2 separate regions of the Sus scrofa genome follow, and region 2 is linked to region 1. A link is a contact called in public Hi-C data. All regions are on one chromosome and are shown on one strand. The core of a region is the stretch at or near the end of the contact, and the rest is flanking DNA. Distances in the headings are between cores, read along the strand shown. Region 1 holds the start of RAB28 (RAB28, member RAS oncogene family). Region 2 holds the start of BOD1L1 (biorientation of chromosomes in cell division protein 1-like 1).

Region 1 (2,961 bases), core at 408-2,907:
CATTTATTCACAACCCTATGAAGGAGGTAGTGCTTCTATTTTATAGATAAGGCCATTGTGACTCCAGGTCACACATCTGGCAAGGGCAGGTCTGTGATTAGAATTTCAGTGCTGCTGCTAGGGATGGGTACCTCTTTACACCGTACTGCTGTCTCATTTGAATTCCCCTATCCTTTCCAGGACTACTGCCCTTGAGACAAGCTTTTGGTGACTTAAGAGTCCTCATCTGTAAAGTGAGATAATTTTACCTATTTTATGGGGTTTCCATGAGGACCGAACGTGATAATCCCTGTAAAGTAACTCACGAGGAGACAAACATAGTAGGTGGATTATTGCAGAATTTATACCACTATACTGAAATTTTCACTTACGTCTTTGACCTACCCTACAAGACTGAAATCATCCGTCTGAAACAGCAGTTTCCAAACGTTTGGGGCTCACAACCTCCTGTTACACTCTTATTATGGATCCCAAAGAGCTTTCGCTTACGTAAATTACAGCTATCATTACTGTATTGAAATGAATCCTGAGAAGGATTTGAATGAGAAAGACAAGCACAGGCTTGCTTCCTTAGTTGTCAGAGTGGTTATGTCATATACATCATGAATCCTCTGGAAAACTTCTATGTATATTTGTGAGAGCATGAACGCGAAAAAAGCAAAAGCAAAAAAAAAAAAAAAAGTTGTTTGAATTAATCAGGAGAATAGTTTCGACTTTATTAGACATTCAGGGTTCCCCAGACCCCATTTTGAGAACTGCTGTTCTAGCTTATGACTTTCGTGTAAGAACCATCGGATTCCATGGTTTGTACGAAGAAATCTAGGGTTTCAGAGGCGAAGAGAAGGCAGCATCAAAGCTATATTCCACTCCCGGCAACTACCGCAGCCTCGCCGCCGCCCAGCAGCGACGTCCTCAGCAACCGCCCTCTCTTCGGCCGCGCAACCTCTCTTCCTGGGGTGTGACCCCCAGCGCTCGCACGGCTCCAGAGACCCCACCACTGCGCGCTCCGCCGGGCAACCGGCGTCCTGTGCGCCTGAGACCGGCCCCGGGCCCCGCCCCTCCGCCTCTCCTCCGGCTCTGGCTTCCCTGGCAACCGCGGCGCGCAGCCCGGGCGTCACACCCCCCTCCCGCCCCTTCGGGCTAAACCATTCGCATCAGGGACCTTCACGGGGGGGTGGGGAGATGTAAACGAGAGAAATTCATAGAACATCTGTGCAAAGCTCTGCTTCCATTTTTCTACCCAAGTTTAATGATACACATGCTTTTTTTAAATTCCGCCAACTAAGCCTGCGAGGGTGGCGCCCCGTCCCGCCTGCGGCGTTCGAACGCCCCCTCCTCGCAGGCCGGCGGATGGTCCGGCGCGCCTAGGAGGCTCACAGTGGGCGCGGGTTAGCGCAGGGGCGGGGGGCGAGCGCCCGACGTAACGCGCAGGGGACGGGGCCGCGCGCAGGGGGAGGGGAGGCGGGCAAGATGGCGCCCGGCGAGTGACTCTCCCAGGAAAGCTCCAGCGCCCGCGGAGACGCCGGGGCGGGGGGGACCCTGCCCTCCGCTGCCGCCCTTCCTCCTCTCCCCCGCCCCCGGAGACCCCCTCCCTTCCTGCACTCCTTCGGCGGGAGTGGGAGAGGGAGGGGAGGCGGGCCTGGTTCCTGGGACACCATGTCGGACTCCGAGGAGGAGAGCCAGGACCGGCAACTGAAAATCGTCGTGCTGGGGGACGGCACCTCCGGGAAGGTCAGTCCTCGAGTGGGCCCTCCGTGCCAGGCCTGCGGGAACCCCGGCGCGGCCCCAGCCTCCTCCCCGCCTCCCGGCGTCGTCCTGTATCCCCGAGCCCTGGGGCTCGTGGGCTGGGATCCGCCAGGTCGTGGCCTGGGGCCAGACGCGAATTAGGCGCTCGGTGAAGTCCGACGAGAGCTATCCAGCTCTCTCTATTATTCCTATTATTATTTTCACAAAGGTCACTTCCTAACTCTCTGCCCGGATCCCGAACTCCTGTTTCTTCAAGACACGAGCCAGCATCGTCTGCCTGGGACGCTTTCCAGCCTCTCGCCTCTGAGGACTGGCAGGGGTCCGCCAAAGCGGCTCACCTCTTTTTCTTTGGTTCACGTCACTCTGCTCCTTTCCCCCCGTTTACCGTTTCTGATGCCTCCACTGCACTGGGAGGTCCCAAGAGCCTGACTCTGCGTCTGCTTCCCTGGCTGAGAGAATTGGGGTTCCAGCACTCACTGGTCGGGTCCTTGGAGGGCTAATTGCTATCCTATTTGTGCTTCGTCTGTAAGATGGGTGTGTTGATAAAGGTCGCCTTGAAGGGTGAAGTGTGCAGATCTCCATTAAATGCGAAAGTCCACATAAAGCTTTCCGCACATGGTGTGCACTCAGTAAACGTGAGTTCCTGTTTTAGAGCATCATACCTGTTCATCTCTGTTACCAGCACAGCACCTGTCAACACAAGCATTCATTCAGCAAAAGTCTGTTAAGCTCCTATTCTGGGCCGGATGCTGAGGGCGGAGCTGCCAGCCTGAGGAGGGGATCCTTGACTTAAAGTCTGTCCTTTGGTGACAGTTGGTTGAGCGAATGAGACTGAGTGTATGAATATCTGGTAGGCAGTCCCCTTACATTATAGGCAAGGTTTTTAACCCAGGATTGTGGAGCTCCTGAAATGGACTGAACATTGCGTTTGCTTTTTGGAGAGGGTCCATAAGGTCTTAAAGCGGTTTATGATCCATTCTCCAAATAAGGTGAAAAGCCTCTGCCCTGGGAACCTTCACACCTGTTGCTTGTATTAGTAGCGTCAACACTGTTCCTGGGAATATTGCTAAAGTTTATCTTCTTTCTTCTCCCAATCCCTTTTCCCAACAAGAATCTTCGGAAAGGCAGGGTTTCCGTTTTCACCTTCATGTTTCCGTGTTACGGGTGTAGTTTGGACCCGGGTGTCTGTGGTGAGGACTGCTTGCTGCATTTTCC
Region 2 (2,933 bases), core at 268-2,767, 130 kb before region 1:
CCTCCTTGGGAGAGATTAGGGGGTGGTTTTATACTTTGGGGAGTGGAAAATAAGGCTGCAGATAAGGATCAAAGCTGAGAAATAATTAGCAGCCCAGGACTGGTTCTGGAGGTCCTCCTTCATCAAGCAGTTCTTCCCTTGGTTGGGGATTTTAGTTCTGCAAAAAGGCTCCAAGACATTGTTATGTATATTCCTTGAGGAGGAACCAGGGCCCTGCCCCAAGGCTGCATTATTGTCTCTCGACTGCTGCTCCCTGATCGCTGCATCCCTTTCCTGCCCTGATTATCAACCGCCCTTTGGAGCTCAGGGAAGGTCATGGAGACTGAAGCTTATTCCTTAAAAACAGGAAATGAAGGACACAGAAAGGCTTGTGTGCCCAGGAGCCTCACAGGACCCTGCTCAGTTACAACGTTGCTACAGTAGGATTAGGATTACCAGGTATAGTACTTGTTTATACACCGTTTCTAAGGCCATACAGTTATAAAAACTAAAACTTAAGAGTGGTATTGATGCTCAATCCTTCCCGTCCCAGCAATAAGATATAATCATTCACAGATTTATGAATTTTAAAAAGCAACAATATCCATTTCAGCGAGATGCATTTCCCCAGAAGTGTTACGTTCTATTGAATAATTCTGAAACTTTGTGATACTTTGCTTTGATTATGTACCAATAATAATTTTAAAGATAATTCAGTTCATGATCAGGCAGTGTGTTGTCTGTATAACTTTAGTCAATTTACTTAATTTGCCTCAGATCTCAGTTTTCTGATTTGCAAATTAGTGATAGTATAATAAGATTAAGTTTAGAGCTGTTCCAAAGACTGGGTGAATTAATGCACATAAACCCACTAAACATCATGGCTGGCACGTAGCACGTGCTATGTAAGCACTACCTATGGATGAAACTGATCGATAACAAAACCCTGAAAACTAAAAGCATGTGGGTTTGTCTTCACCAGCAGGAAAAAAAGTGCTGGAAAGATCGGGTTCTCACTAAAGGCACACCTGGCAAGCAGCAGGGGATGCTCAAGGGAAAACGGGATAGGGTGGGGAGGAGAGAGACAGGAGGCCCCTGGAGCTACCTGCCTGGGAGAAAAGTGAGCACGAATAGAGGCTGAGGACGAAGAGGGCTGGGCTACCGGTAGAACGCATTAGAAACGTCTACGGATTTCGACCGCTCCGTGAAACGGGAGCAAGAGCGTCCGGCCTAAACGCCACTGTGGTTGCAACCGGGCCGAAGTTTCGCTGCCGCACCCTGGGCGGCTTCCAGCCGGAGCCCGGTGGGCCCTCGGGCGGGGAGCCGCGCGAGTCGAACGCCCGACCACACTGGACTCCAGGCCCAGGCCCCGGCGCAGACCGGGCTGCCCGCTTCACGCTGCCGCTGGCGACGCAGCCCAGCCTCACGAGGGCGCCCGCGCTCCGCGGCGGCCGGAACTGGCCCCTCGCGGCCTCCGTCGCCGGAACTTCGTTGCTATCGTTACCGCCTTTTCCTCCCTTCCCCCGGTTCCCTTTCACTTCCGGGGTCACTCTGGATCCGCTGGTTCCGTAACAACATCCCGTTGGCTTCCCTCAGGCGGCGGGACCCGTACAGCCGCCTCCTCCCAGGAGCGCTGCCCGCCTGGGTTTGCGCCCTCCCCGGCCCGGGCTGCCATGGCCACCAATCCGCAGCCGCAGCCGCCGCCTCCCGCGCCGCCACCTCCCCCGCCGCAGCCGCAGCCGCCGCCGCCGCCGCCCGGCCCCGGGACCGGCCCGGGCGCGGGTGGGGCGGGCGGCGCGGGAGCCGGCGCCGGGGACCCGCAGCTCGTGGCCATGATCGTGAATCACCTCAAGAGCCAGGGGCTTTTCGACCAGTTCCGCAGAGACTGCTTAGCCGACGTGGACACCAAGGTTCGGGGCGTGCGGGGGCTGCGGGCGGGGTAGGGGAGGACCCGCGGCCGCCTTCCCCCGCTGTGTCTCCCGCACCCGCCCAGCGGCTGGCGGTGCCCCGGCTTCCCCATCTGGGGCCCCTCTGGAGCGCGCCTAGGGGCGAGCTCCCTGTGCATCTGCTTCCTCTCAGCTGGCGCTCTGTGTGAGGCACTGTGCTGGGCATGCTGCGTTCATTCATTCGCTTATCTTTCCGTTCATTTAACAGACTAGAATTAAGCACCTTCTCCGTGCCAGGCACTGCTTAGGTGCTGGGAGTATAGGAGTGAGCAAGATGAAGTCTTTGATCTTTCGGAGCCTTATTTGGAAACACTCCCGCTAACGGCGCTTTCATCTCTCCTTTTTGTTTTTCCCCTGGTTTACTTTGTATCGAAGTTATTTTTGTTTCGTTCCTTGAAGATTTCTGATAGGGGTCATGTCTTTGTCCTCTGGAGAAATTACTAAATGGTAATGGATCAAATTATTTGCAACGTGGATTTCTGGACTTTGAGAGGGGTGCAGAGATAAAGAATAAGACGTAGCTGGACAGTATAAAGTTAGGGTGGGCGATCAGGACTTTTGTTTCTACCAACCACTGTCTGATTTCGGTAGCTTAGGCCAAGTCAGAGAGAAGGGAGAGGTAGGTGGGGTGAGGGGTGAGGAGTAGAGAGAACTGAGGAGAGTTGACAGCAGATATTCTAGTGGAAGAAGGACCGGACAAAAGAGTGAGTCCAGGAGAGTGAGGGGTAGAGGGGAGAGGTCAGCACAGTAGTTCCTGTACAAAAGGAGTTCGGGGCTAGGAAGGGGAAGGAATTTTGTGCTACATGTCAGCGTGAAAGGGGTGTTAGCAGGAACAGGTAAACCTAGTTGGTTCTGCAAAGGATGGGTAGAGGACACCAGGAAGGAGCTGGATGAGATGGATGGAAACCCAGTAGCTTGGAAGCAAGTGAAGCAGAGAACTTCCATTGGAAAGAGTTGGGAAATCGTTTTGTTTTGTTTTGTTTAACCAAGTTAAAACTTGGTTCTGGT

Evidence for each region. Hi-C and Micro-C count contacts between places; a contact is called where the count stands out from the background.
Region 2: a contact with region 1 is called in a Hi-C map of liver, with 4 times the contacts expected there. The contact joins the promoter of BOD1L1 here to the promoter of RAB28 in region 1. A contact is called at or near these places in 3 of 47 Hi-C or Micro-C datasets (embryonic fibroblasts, heart right ventricle and liver) and 1 of 2 datasets of contacts at active chromatin or transcription factors (alveolar macrophages).

What each region holds. Positions count from the first base shown.
Region 1 is chr8:9,123,724-9,126,684 of Sscrofa11.1, reverse strand. It overlaps RAB28 (RAB28, member RAS oncogene family), which reads left to right and starts at 1,657. Exons shown (of 7, transcript NM_001123175.1): 1 at 1,657-1,731. The coding sequence starts at 1,657.
Region 2 is chr8:9,253,006-9,255,938 of Sscrofa11.1, reverse strand. It overlaps BOD1L1 (biorientation of chromosomes in cell division protein 1-like 1), which reads left to right and starts at 1,517. Exons shown (of 26, transcript XM_005656496.3): 1 at 1,517-1,889. The coding sequence starts at 1,653. It overlaps LOC110262057 (a long non-coding RNA gene), which reads right to left and starts at 1,420. Exons shown (of 10, transcript XR_002346564.1): 1 at 1-1,420.